Regions from separate parts of the Mus musculus genome. Here all the other regions are linked to region 1. The links are chromatin contacts, called in public HiCAR-type and HiChIP or PLAC-seq maps. All regions are on one chromosome and are shown on one strand. The core of a region is the stretch at or near the end of the contact, and the rest is flanking DNA. Distances in the headings are between cores, read along the strand shown.

Region 1 (4,290 bases), core at 536-3,035:
TATTCTGGTGGTTGTTTTTTTTTTTTTCTTTCAATCTCTACTTTGAGCCATTTCATCTCATTTTGACTTACAGCCTCTGTGTCCTAACTACTAGGTTTTCTTCCAGCCATCCTGAGCACTTTCTTCATGCTAAACTTGGTGACTGGGTCAGGCCACTCCATGCAGAGTCAGGAAACAAATCTGTGCTGAGGGGCCGGAAACATGGCTGGCTGGGGTGGAGCTGGGGAGGGGGGGGCGGGAGGTAGAGAGATTTTTGTATTCCCCTGACTCGAAGAGGAGGCTGTTCTATGTGTTTCATGTCTTTATCTTGTCACAGTTCATGAAATTGACATGGTCACCTCCGTTCAGTAAGAAGACATTGAGGCTCAGGGACAGTAACTAGCTTGTGCAAGGTCACCTAAGCCTGTCAGTGACAACTGAAAAAATTAAGTCAGACCTCCTGTCTCCAAAGTCCCTCTGAATTCGCAGACCTCTCCAGCAAGGGTTCTGGAAGGATGTTAGGGAAGGCTGACATTCCAGCCAGACCTGGAAGTGGGACAAATTCAACTTGACTCCTTGCTGAGAGATGGAGTATATGTTAGGCAACCAATCCAGACAGGAGCGTATGACAAGGTTCTAGATTGGTTCCAGGCCAGTGCCAAGCAAGCCGCACTCAGAAGTGAGGTAAGGTTAGCTGATGGTACCATGGCTTAAAGGTTTCCCATGCTTTCATGCTCTGATGGAAATTGACTCTGCTTTTCCTTAATTTGCTAGGGAAACTTCTAGAGAAAAGAAACTCTTTTCTTGCATGGAGAGGTGACAGGAGTGTTTGCATACCTGGATGGCCCCAGAGAATTTATAGCCAATCCCTGGAGCTAGCTCGCTCGCTCTCTCTCTCTCTCTCTCTCTCTCTCTCTCTCTCTCTCTCTCTCATTAATTTTATTTATTTAATGTATGAGTGCTCTATAGCATACATATCTGCCTGCCTGAAGAGGGCATCAGATTCCCCTATAGATGGTTGTGAGCCACCATGTGGTTGCTGGTTGCTGGGAATTGAACTCATGACCTCTAGAAGAGCAGCCAGTGCTTTTAACTGCTGAGCCATCTCACTAGCCCCACTGTAAAGGTTTCGGAACCATCCAAAAAGCATGCACCAATTCTTTCCCTTCCTCTGTCCGTGATGCAGCAGCATTAGAGAATCCAGGAGGTTGAACCTATGTGACAAATAATTTGTGTCCAAAACTCCAGCTATGAGGAAGCTCATCGGTGTAGAAGGAGATGAAGTCAAGGCCGTGTGGGAGGGGAGATCTGAGTCCCGATCCTCAGCTCCTGCTGATGATGTGACATCATGACATCCTGGCACCCTCCATAGAGCTCTCAAGAGGCAAGGCAGGCTGCTCTTCAAACCAGCTCCTGGAAGGGAGAACACTGCCAAGCAAGGGACAAATCTGACTGAGATGTAACTTATAAAACATAGGGAAATGACAACGTGAACAGTTATTTTTCTCTGGAGACACACATAACAAATGGCACATTCAAATCAGCGCTGCGAATGTTAAGTAGTCTCTACATGTGCCTGGCCCTGTGACTACACAGTGCGGATTCCTGGGCTCTCCTTTCAGTCACTAAGAAGGTTTTCCCTAGATTCCCTACTGGGAACCATCTCCCAGGGATTTCTGGTTCAGGATGGCTGAAGCCCAGTGGGTCCTGTGACTCTGGCTTTCTGATGCAAGGGCCATCTGAGTTCATTTTGAGATGCTGAGACCAACCCCTATCCATTCAGAAGCCATTCGGTGTCCCTTCTTCAATTAGTTCCTTATCGTGGGGCTGCTGAAAGCATTGTGAGTATCCAGAGATGAATTAATGAGGGCTGAAAAGATCCAGAGATAGTTACATGCAAAGATGAAAAGGGCCCATTAGAATATCGGGATAAATAAAATCTGCCCTCCGCCCATTTCAGAAGACTTAATGGAACGTCGCAAAGTGTTCAGAAGGAGTTGTTCTGAGGCCTGGAGGGAGGCAGACACCGCCATTCCTGTCTGATACTTGGGGCTGTAGCTGCTGCAATCCACTCAGGCCCTCAGCTCTGGTCCAGGTCAGTGTGATGTTAGGGATAAATGTGTGTGGGGCATCCTTAGAACAAAGCCAGGGAATCGGGAATTTAAATCACTCTGATTTATGCCCAGCTTGTCAACTCTCCTGGGCTTTAGAAATGCTGAATATTCGAGCATTTGCTTTCAGATGTGGCACTTGCTTTCAGATGTGAGGTGGGGCTTGTTCCCAGTTGATTATTAACAATGGGGACCCTGACACTTCAGTGATGCTCAGCTGAAACCTTTAAACTCATCCATTCCTGCTTTGTGACGTGCTAGAGATTCCACGAATTAAGAAAAAAACACTCTATAGGAACATCATCTGACTTTTTTGAGCAGTATTTCTGCGACCAGTTAGTTACCTTGGGGGCGGGGGGCGGGGATGGAGGCTTAAGCATCCTTTATCTGTGTTCACACATCTGAGCTGCCACTCTCTTACTGAGTGTTGGGAATGCACATCAAGTCTATACTAACGAAAAATTCTTTCCTGAAGAGGAGACAATGGCGGGATACTCCTCTACCGCCTGTATTGTGGCTGCTTATTATGTATCTAACAGTGTTCCATGCTGAGCAGAAAACCTGGTTCCTCCTGCCCACGCGGTTACTATAAATGTTTCAATCAATCCCTTTCATGCAGCACAGAGCACAGGAAGCACAATGTGCAGTGACTAAACAAGCCATTTAAATTCTTCTCAGGCAGAGAGGTTAAGAGAGAGGTGGGGGGAGGAGCGGCGAGAGCAGAGATGGCCAAGGTACTGCATTCAAATGTTTTTGATGGGTTTCTAAGATACTTGTCTCTTTTCTCCGAAACAAATGCATTCATGTCCCAGGAAGGAAGGCAACGGAGGAAAATGCTCGCTGGTGAGCTCATGAGAAATGCCAAAGGAGTTGTTTGTGTCGAGCTTCAAATATCAGGGTTTCTTTATTGTGGAGCTTTGAGGCTCAGAGTCAGGCCAAGTGTTTCCATGACAACTAATAGATGTTATGTTTATTTACTGAGCAGCGGGTGAATGACGCATCAGCAACTGACATTTTAGTTTCTTTCTCCTTTTTCTCCCCTCTCCAGTAAAGGTTTGTTTTACTGGATGAAAATGGCTCCATCTTCCGTTTTATTCATCAGAGCTTCTAAGGTGAAAATAAACCTCAGTTTAATAGGATTCAGTTATTCCATGAAACACACGTTGAGGTCCCGTCCCTTTATGGGCCTCAGAGAGCCTTTACAGTGGGCAGTTGCTGGTGAGAAGATGAATTGCAAAGCAAAAAGCAAATTTTGGGTTTTACTCACTTGAAAATGATCTAACAACTGCATTCTGAGTGATGTAAATTTACACAGGTCTCATTAATGTCCTCTAGATTCCATATGACCTTGTTTATGCTCCTACTAATACATTCATAAAAGGGGGCCAATTAAGACTTGTAACAGGACCACAGCCTCAGCAGAGATGGGAGCCAGGCTGCAGGGTAGGTTGGGACAATTGACCCCTGGTTATAAATAATGCTATATCCCACCATGTTATCTGCCTGTGGCTTGTGGCTCGTATGCCCTCTAACTATTTGCGGTCAATTTTTAATGCTGAACTGGCTTCCTTCTACTGAGCAGCTGGTGTGTGCTCAGGGGATAAAACCAATGTTGGCATTTGCTTTGAGAAAACACAATTAGGCAAGCTGCTGTTGGGTGTGGGATGTGAATATTCACACGACATGTCCTAAAACACAAGAGTTGGCTTTTGTTCCTTAGTCCGGTCTATGGAGTCTGTGTTTCAGCTCTGAGTAATGTGGACAATTGAAATCTGAGCTACTTCTTTCTTTAGAGAAAAAGGAACAGGGTCCATTGGTGGCTATTAGAGACAAAAAGAACAAGGTCCATTGGTGGCTATTCAGAGGCATTCACATGATCATTGCCCCCAAACGAGCTTTTTGTTCCCCTATGGTCTCAGGTAGACATCTGTTTATTTCAACACCCTCTATCACTTCCCAGAGCCACTCTGCTGCAGATCTGCTCCTCACACCACTACACAAGCAGCTGGAAGACAGGGTGCCGTCTGGTTCATCTTTGTGTCTGCAGCACCCAACAGTTCCCAGAACAGTAGACATTGGGGGAGTAATGTACAGGGGAATTGTCACAACCCAGCTTTTGGGTCTCTCTCCTGGTGGGAAGCAATGTCCAGTTCTGTGATTGACTGCCTAAATGATTGACTGATTGACTGTTTAGGAATGA
Region 2 (4,290 bases), core at 617-3,116, 1.5 Mb after region 1:
GGTTTGCAGGAAGGAGACACTTACTGGGATCGATGGGGGGCTTGTCTCCGCCGCTCTCATTCTCGGCATTGTTTTCGGAGAAGGCGCCTTCGCTGGGTTGTTTTTCTCTATCAACTGGAGGAGAACCACAAGCATAGTCAGTCAGGGACAAAGTGTGAGTGTCAAGCGTGGGACAGTCACCCCTTCTGGCCGAGAGCGGTTCAGGTTTAATGCCATAAGGCCGGCTGGAGGGTAAGCCCGCGAAGGAGAGCGCACCGGGCGTGGGTTCCAGCCAGGAGCGCATATACCTGCCGTCCGGCGCCGCCGCCGCCACGGGCGCCTGGGGATGCACGTAGGGGTGGTGGTGGTGATGATACACTGCAGCAGGCACCGCATTGGCGCCCGCCGCGTGCACTGGGTTCCACGAGGCACCAAACACCGCCGCCTTGGACTGGAAGCTGCAAGGACTGAAGTCGGGGTGTTCGGCCAGAGCTGCCGCCTGCCTTGGGGGTTGACCCAGGGTCCCTGGAGCGTAGCGTCCCGCACCCAGCTCATCAGCAGCGTCGGCGCCCAGCAGGAAGGAGTCCACATAGTAGTTGCCCAGGGCCCCGGTGGTGGCCATTGCAGTAGCCCGCGCCTGGCCGGCCCAGCCCGACCCGCCGAAATTATGAAACTGCAGATTTCATGTAACAACTTGGTGGCACCAGGGGGGGGTGAAGTACAGTCACCTAATAAGTTGCCGGCGCCCGCGCCCCCATTGGCCACGCGCGTCACGTGTCCGCCCGGCAGAACAATAACGCGTAAATCACTCCGCACGCTATTAATGGCCCGGTGTTTTGCAGTCATAATTTTTATAGCAAAAGCCATATGTTTTTATGCAAAGGGATCGCGCAGCTCCACGATCTGGTTTGTTTTAATTGTGGCCAACGAAGATTAAAAGATCAAATCTGGCCTTGCCTCTGTACTCTCCCTTGCCACCCCCCCAACACACACACATACCAGACACACACACTTCTTAAGCGGACTATTTTATATCACAATTAATCACGCCATCAGGAAGGCGCGGGTCCCGCGTGTGAGCACGGCCAGCAGAGCCCCTCACATAAAATTAGACAATAATTGAAGCCATAAAAAAGCAGCCAAATCGCATTCTCACTCTACTGTATTTAAATCTATATTTATGATATTTCATAAGGAGTTATTGTTTCGGAAGCCACACAGGCTGGTGGAAAGTCAGGAGCGACCAACAGATTCGTTTGCCTCGCTGTGGCTCCCTGTAAAAATTTATGAGGACTTGGAAAGGTTAAATTAGACTGTTGTGTTTGGTTGGTGAATACCCTGTAAATAATCCTTGCAGTCCTCAGAGATGTGAGCCCCCCGCCCGCGCGCGCCCCCAGGGCCGGCCTAGAAAAGTCAAATACAAGGCTCTCTCCACCTCAAACAGAGTGACCACCGCCCCTGTCGCGACGCACCGTCGATGATACAACCACCTAAAATGGGCTACCGACCCTAGTCAGACTGGAAAGCCAGCCAGGCGCTTGCACATCGGCCAGATCACCCTTGCTCCACAGGGAAGGCCCCACAGAGCAACCAGAGCAACCGCCAAGGAGAGAACTGCCAACCCTCAAGGGTTTGTGTCACAAACGCCCTGATTGTGTCACAAGCGCCCTGGCCCACTTCTTTGAGCACAAACTGCCCAGCGAATTTTATTCCCTAGCCAGCGGGTTCTAAGCTCCATCATCTGTATGCCTAGTCCCGCTCCCCAGACTGGAGATGGGGAAAATCGCCAGTCAACATCAAGAGGTGTTTGTCTTGCTGAGGGGTCACCTCGCCTAGTTTCTGGGCCCTGTATGAACCGCTCTGGTATCCTTCCCTCTTCTGTTTTTTCCTCCTATTCCTCTATCACCCCACTTTTTTTCCCCTTCCTTCCCATTCCCCTTTTCCTTCTTTTGTTACTCCCCTCCCTCCCTTCCTCTCTTTCCCCCCCGCCCCCATCTCCAGCGCCCCTGCCTTGGTTATCCTTGAAACAGAACAACAGAGATCCCATAGTCAAACTACAGCTCAAGTCCAGTGCTACAAATTAACCCGGGAGGAACACTGGACATTGACTTTAATCTCATCCTTTGGTCAAATGGAGGATGTTATTTTTCACCCCTTAGAATCTTTGGGAATAAGAGAAAAAAAGTGAGAAGGCCACAGCCACTGTTGTTAATGGGAGGGGCGGTGGCCCCATCCCAATCTGGAACACAAAGCAACAGCTCTTAGAAACTGTGTAATTAAATTCACGTGTGAATTTTGTGCCTTCCAAGAGTATGTTTCTCATTACTTCACTATCCACAAAAATGCTGACCCGAGACATTTCCATCTTTGTTTTTGCTTTCTTCCTCAGAAATAGTTCAAGGAGACACTTTCCAACGCTCTGACAGATTCCCCCAAATATTAGGCTCTCCACCAGAGAGGGGCTGGGAAGCTCCCGGGATCCACACCCCCTCGCTTGTCGGCAGGAAGAAGAAAGTGGTCAGCGCCAGGAACTGGATGTGGCCTGTCCTGACTGCCTCAGTCCCCTCCCCCTAATATTTTTCCTTTCCCTGCAAATTCCTCCAAGACACACACACCCCCAACACAACCCAAGGTGTTCTAAATATCCGGTAGTCCTCTGAGGTTCAGGTTTTCATTAAAGCAATAACCCAGGAGTATAACTCTGCTCTTAATTGTAATAGTAAATGGTAGAGTATTCCTGGCTGACTTTTTCATTTTTTGTATTCAGAGAAGATATGTATCATCACCATCATCATTAATATCATTAATATTTATTAATTTAAAATACTTTTAAAACTTTAGTCTCAAAACAGAAAAATTACAAAGAATTAGGTACTGAGTATTAAGCAGCTGTTTACATGTGGCCCAAAAGGGGGAAAATTCATAAAAGGAGATATTGTCCTTGTGAGTCTAGAAACATGATCCTAAAGTATACAGGTTTTTATTTCTGCTTTCTTTTGGATGAGTTGTATACACATCTAGAAATAATAAATGGATGCAACCACACAACACCTCATGCTCAACTGAGAATCTTCCAAAAACGTTGGTCTTTGAAATAAGCCCAGTACCCGGATGCAGAAAATGGCAGAGAAGAGTTGGAGGGAGCCTGGAGTACTGGTCACTCAGATAACAGGTTGTTGGCTGAGCAACGAAAACAATTCCCGGGCATCAGCCTGAGCCGGGAAGGGAAACAGAGTTCTGTGGTCTCAGGCAGTGCCTGTGTTGTTGGGGGTGGGGAGAGGGTGGTTTGTTTCAGGTTTCTGTATTAAGAGTCGTTAGGCTGGTTTTCTTAGATTACAATTTAGTACCAGTGCCCCAGTTTGTGCCCTCCCTGATCTTGAATTTGGGATTGTTTTCACTCATTTAAAATATATTGGACCTGGGAAGGTCTCCCTTCTCAAACCCTCAGTTGCACAAGGCAGGACATTTTCTGAATCTAAAATGGCTAGCAAGCCAGCGAGCAGTCAAGCCTTGGACCCGGTGAGGCTCTCTCATCACGGTCAAAGCCCGAGTTAGGACCCGTAAAGCTGGCAGAGTCGGTCAGAAGCTTCCCGCTGAAGCGTTCTCAGTAGTCGGGCGACACAGAACCTAGGCAGGAATTCAGCCCTGATTCCAATTTCCGAACCAATGGATCTGGCAAAGTGTTTCCTGCCCTCGATGTGGGCACACAAAGACGCCGCGGGTGCCCCCTCACCGGATCTCTCGGGCAGCCGCTAACGCAAGGCCGCCGCCATCCGGTCGTGATCGTAACCGAGGCCTTGTCTGCGCAGAGGCCCACCAGGCCAGAAAACACGGACCTGACCAGCTTCCCTTATGCACACCTTAGCACATTCAAAACTGTGTACCGAGGGGGTGGGGGGAATGAAACCTCGAAGCTTTCTCTAAGCCAGCCCTTTACCCTCCGGAAGAACGATTTGGAATGGAAGCGGAGAGACAGATTTGGACAGAAAGATGGAAGATGCAAGAAAAAGAAAAGAAAAAAAAGGAAGGAGTAAGGGAAAGGAAAAAAAAAAAAGAAAGAAGAAAGGAAAGAGGATAAAAATACGTAAAAGAAACAGCGGCAACTGAGAGTAGAGGGCGCCCTTGCAGAGGAAGGGTAAGCAACAAGGCCAGGATACCAGCCCCGGGCTGTCCTGACTCTCCCGTCTCTGGCTGGGTCTCTACTGGCGAAGGACCTTTGCCTCTGCTCGTAGCGGGATTACAGTGACGAGCATGTGTTCCAGCCCAGCCTTGCAGGAAAATGACAGAGCCCCACACAGGCACAGGTATGGA
Region 3 (4,290 bases), core at 692-3,191, 1.4 Mb after region 1:
TGAATCTTAAGGGATAAGATATGCAAGGCAGAGATGTAAGGAACTGCTGGGAGGGGTGGATGCTGATGTAAATAGGGAAAAGAAGGCTTTATTGAGAACAGACCATCAACTTAAAAGGTAATATAGCCTGACAATCAAAAAAAAAAAAAAAGGAACCGGGGACATCCTTACATCCTTACCATACTGAAGCTGATTAAATGTGAGTCTCTTTGCTCTGGGTTCAAGAATGTGAGGAAAGAGTGACTGAAGACAGTTTTCAGCTTTTGAAGGGGCTGGGTTTATGTTTATGTCAACATTCAGTTGGAGGTGAAAAGGTTAGCACTTGACCCAGGAAGTATCCATGTTTGTTGCAAATAGAGATCTCTGTCATATATTTCTTTACTGTTTTTTTTCCAGTTTGAACTCTGATTATAATAAAAAAAGAGCTGTTGTTATTGTAAAAAGTTCGGTGCATTAAATAGACATAGGTTGGATGAAAATGTTCTTCCAGGGAAAGCTGCAAGCTTCATGACAGAGGAAAGCCTACTTCTTTGAAAATAAACACCACCCTCCCTTCCCCATGTGAAATGGGCCAACTTAGTAGTAAGCAACCACTGTAGTCCAGCCAAATACACAAGATGCTTAGGCATACCTAAAACTTGAATACTTTTATTACAGACATCTTAAGACCCGTAAACTCTGCTCTGGACCACATCACTCCAGGATCTCAGAGCTGTTCATGATTGTACAGTAAATGGAGACTATCATAGGCTCACAAAGAATAACTGATAGAACTCAGTGTGATATTTCAGGGACATCAGAACATTGTGCGACATGCAGAAGACTAGTCACGAATCACACAAAATATACATTCATTGTGCCATCCATCACATTAACAATTAGCTGGAAATACACTGGATCCAGCCATGATACAAGACAGTGTGGAAGGAAAGGGTGACTGAAAGAATGAATACCTTTGGGTTACAAATGATCCAGCATGATTTTTAAATGCAGGGTGGCCAGAGAAGCAGGAAGAATTGGTTAGAGTTTGGGAAGACCTGGCACAGGCAAAGTGCTTGGCAGGCCTTCTTAACTCTGAAAGAACCAATTGAGGCCAACTTCTGAGGCATCTGACTCTGTTTGAATGAAAGAGGTTTTCTTCTTTCGCCCATAATCACACATGAACTGTACCAGTTTTGAGAATTTGTCCACCCTGTTTGATTTAGTGACCTACATATTTCTATAAAATGTGTATAAAGATAAATCTCTGACGGGAAAGCATTTACAACCAGCAAACTCACACACATGAAACCAGCTAAGTTAGGGGGTGAATTAATTGTGTAAACACAGTGCATCTCTTCTTCATGAGTCTTTGGACACTCTCTCTCCTCTATGTCCTACTTAAGGGCTAGGTGGAGAAGAACAATACATAGATAAAAGGAGAGATGCCTCCTTCCTGCAAATGTCTGATGGCAAAGGGAACTAACTGTTCTCCAGCCGACATCTAAAAGGAATCATAGGTTGTGGGGAGAAAAAAATCTCACAACAGTGAAGGAAAGGATGTTGGGAGCCATCAGCAATTGATGTGGACACCCGATGTGGATGAAGGAGTTAACTTCCAACCAAGGCTCCAGAATTCTCTGGAAATACCTTATCTTGGCCAGGAGCTCCCCAGATGGGACGAGAAAGGAAGAGAGAGTCTGTAAAGAAAGGAAGATAAGCTAAGAATGTGCTTTGGGTAAGAAATCCCAGCCCAGGGAGAAGCCTGGGCTGCAGAGTTGGGCTGGAGTAGCCTCAGTGGGAGGTAGTCAGAGTGTCTGAGGTAGACGATGCCGGAGAAGGGGCACTGGGCGAGGGGCTAGATTTCTCAGATGATTCTTCCGTTTTCTCATCGCTGCCAGGAGGAGTGGCAGGGGAGATGGGCAGGAGCCCCTCCTTCTCACGCTTCTTCTGCTTCATGCGGCGATTCTGGAACCAGATCTTCACCTGGGTCTCATTGAGCTGTAGGGACGCGGCAATCTCCACCCTGCGCGCTCGTGTAAGGTACTTGTTGAAGTGGAACTCCTTCTCCAGCTCTGTGAGCTGCTTGGTGGTGAAATTGGTGCGCACTGCGTTGGGTTGACCCACGTAGCCGTACTCTCCAACTTTCCCTAGGGTAGGGGAGGAAGAGAGAAAAGATTAAAAAAAAAATCTTAAACCTTTATCCAGATTGCCCCAAGCTTGAGGCAATATTCGGTTAACTACTCAGCGAGCACAAACCCTATCGGGAAGCGCCAGTGACGATGTGTAAGCAGTGTTAACCTGAAGTCAACCATTAGTGTGATCAGGCTCGTGATTAATGGAGCCTTGTAGATATTAACAGGACATCACCATCACCACCATCACCACCATCACCACCTCCCACTCCCCGCACACTATCTAACTATAGACCATTTAAACCTCAGCCCCTGTGAAACGCTTTTGCCTCTGCACACCTGGGCACCCTACACCACTCACTACAACTCTAGATGACATTAGACATAAACAAGAACCAATCTTTTAAAAATCATTCATTTTCCTAGGAAACTAGGTGTGCCAGCCCCTTTCAAAAATCGAACAGCATTTGTCTGTCAGCCGGCAGGACTTACCTGTTTTGGGAGGGTTTCTTTTAACTTTCATCCAGTCAAAGGTCTGCGCTGGAGAAGACGTCTCTGAAGCAGGGGAACGACAGGCTTCTTGGTGGCTGGCGTGGAGAGGGGATAAGGAGTTATTATACGTGGCCAGGGCCAGAGTCTGCTGCTCTTGTCCATATGAGTGGTGAATGTACTGGGGCGAGCCCACTGTGCCCCCAGCATAACCCTGGTGGTGGTGGTGATGCTGGACCATGGGAGTCGAGAGGTTTCCAGAGTAAACAGCGGGAGCGCACGGGGGGTACCCACCACTTACGTCTGCTTCCTGATTTAATCCATAGGGGCCATAAGGCGCACTGAAGTTCTGCGCGCCATAGCTTGGACCACAACTCGAGTGGGAATAAGAAATCCCAAGGTTTCCAGAAGTCTGGTAAGTAGCCGTCTGGGGGTGGTGATGGTGGTGGTGGTGGTGGTGGTGGTGGGGCGAGCTGATCTGCACCCCCCTGCCCACTAGGAAGCGGTCGTCGCCGCCGCAGCTGTTGGCACTGACCGCGCAGGATTGGAAAGTTGTAATCCCATGGTCAGAGGGGTAAGCTCGCGCCGAGCAGGTCCCAGAGTCGCCACTGCCAAGGATGGGGTATTCCAGAAAGGAGTTCATTCTTGCATTGTCCATCTGTCACTGAGTGATTGGATCCTGCGAAGCCCTGGGTGACCGTGCCAACTTTCTCACTTCCTCCATAGGACCAGAGAAGAAAAATGATATGAATGTACAGTGCGCAAGAGGCGGGGCGGGCAGGCGGAGGGCTCGAGGGGAGGACACGTGACTCTACCAGCCAATGGCTGAGCCGCCTGCGAAAGTTTACCGGCTGCGGCCGTGATGGATCACCGTTTCAGTGGCATTTAAATCCCCGGCGCTCCTCAGTGTAGGTGACGCGCGCTCGCCCCCCCAGGCAGCCCGGGCCGCGGCGGTAGCAGCGGCCGCTCCCGGAGCTGACTTGGAGCACTGGGACCAAAGGGAGTCGAGACTGCCTTCTGCGCGCGCCCGGCTTTGCGCGCCTCCGCCACCAGATGTGGGGGGATGGGAGGCCCCCTCCGCGGCCCCTTCCCCACCCAGCCCAGAAAGCTGAACTGGCAAGAGGTGAGAGGGGATGAGGCCTCCTGGCTCTCTTGTGGCGGGCATCTTGTGGGCCGAAAATCTCTGCGTGGTCGCAAGGACCCTGGCGGAGCTGGGAGCACGCGGGGTGGGAAGGGTGGGAATCCAACAGACACCACGCCCTCAGCTCGGGGCGGCCGCCACTACCCAACCCCTGCAAGAGACCTGAGCCCGGAATCCCGGCGCCTAGGGCGAGGTTGCGTCACTGGCTCGCCAGCCTCGGAATGTAGAGGGACGTGCGCAGAGGATTGACTGGGAGGAACCATGGTGAATGTGCTGGGGACCAAAGCAAGAAAAGAAACTTCTGTCCTCATCCAAAGGGTCTTAGAGCCCTCTTCCCTGATTCCTGCCGGCCAATAGCATGGCAATGGGAGCTTCTGTAATTCGACCCCAGGGTCCCGGGATTCGGGGGTGGGGGTGGGGGTGGGGGGGGCTACGAACCCAGCTCTCTGGGAAAGGCCGGGTGTCCACTCTCTTCTCTGCCCTCTCTCCTTCTCTGTCGCTTTGCTCTTGGTAGCCCTGCAAAATCGGGGCAACTCTGCTACTGGA

Evidence for each region. HiCAR-type assays count read pairs that join an accessible place to other places. HiChIP or PLAC-seq counts read pairs in DNA pulled down with a chosen protein or histone mark.
Region 2: an H3K4me3 HiChIP or PLAC-seq map of neural progenitor cells shows a contact between it and region 1, with 15 times the contacts expected there. The contact joins the promoter of Hoxa9 here to the promoter of C530044C16Rik in region 1. A contact is called at or near these places in 2 of 39 promoter capture datasets (hippocampal neurons and liver), 2 of 115 datasets of contacts at active chromatin or transcription factors (neural progenitor cells and neural tube) and 1 of 9 other capture datasets (adipose tissue).
Region 3: a contact with region 1 is called in a HiCAR-type map of astrocytes, with 4 times the contacts expected there. The contact joins the promoter of Hotairm2 here to the promoter of C530044C16Rik in region 1. A contact is called at or near these places in 6 of 39 promoter capture datasets (the 3T3-L1 cell line, cranial neural crest, liver and 3 more) and 2 of 115 datasets of contacts at active chromatin or transcription factors (astrocytes and embryonic hindbrain).

Annotation. Positions count from the first base shown.
Region 1 is chr6:50,774,330-50,778,619 of GRCm38.p6, forward strand. C530044C16Rik (RIKEN cDNA C530044C16 gene) reads left to right here and starts at 1,786. Exons shown (of 5, transcript NR_045984.1): 1 at 1,786-1,820; 2 at 1,940-2,074.
Region 2 is chr6:52,225,504-52,229,793 of GRCm38.p6, forward strand. Hoxa9 (homeobox A9) reads right to left here and starts at 1,867. Exons shown (of 2, transcript NM_010456.3): 1 at 25-1,867. The coding sequence starts at 601. It overlaps Gm52902 (a long non-coding RNA gene), which reads left to right and starts at 2,001. Exons shown (of 2, transcript XR_003956434.1): 1 at 2,001-4,290.
Region 3 is chr6:52,154,961-52,159,250 of GRCm38.p6, forward strand. Hotairm2 (Hoxa transcript antisense RNA, myeloid-specific 2) reads left to right here and starts at 1,942. Exons shown (of 3, transcript NR_146400.1): 1 at 1,942-2,022; 2 at 2,930-3,018; 3 at 3,330-3,569. It overlaps Hoxa1 (homeobox A1), which reads right to left and starts at 3,357. Exons shown (of 2, transcript NM_010449.4): 1 at 2,607-3,357; 2 at 407-2,129. The coding sequence starts at 3,261. The coding sequence ends at 1,774. Hotairm1 (Hoxa transcript antisense RNA, myeloid-specific 1) reads left to right here and starts at 3,564. Exons shown (of 2, transcript NR_131181.1): 1 at 3,564-3,726.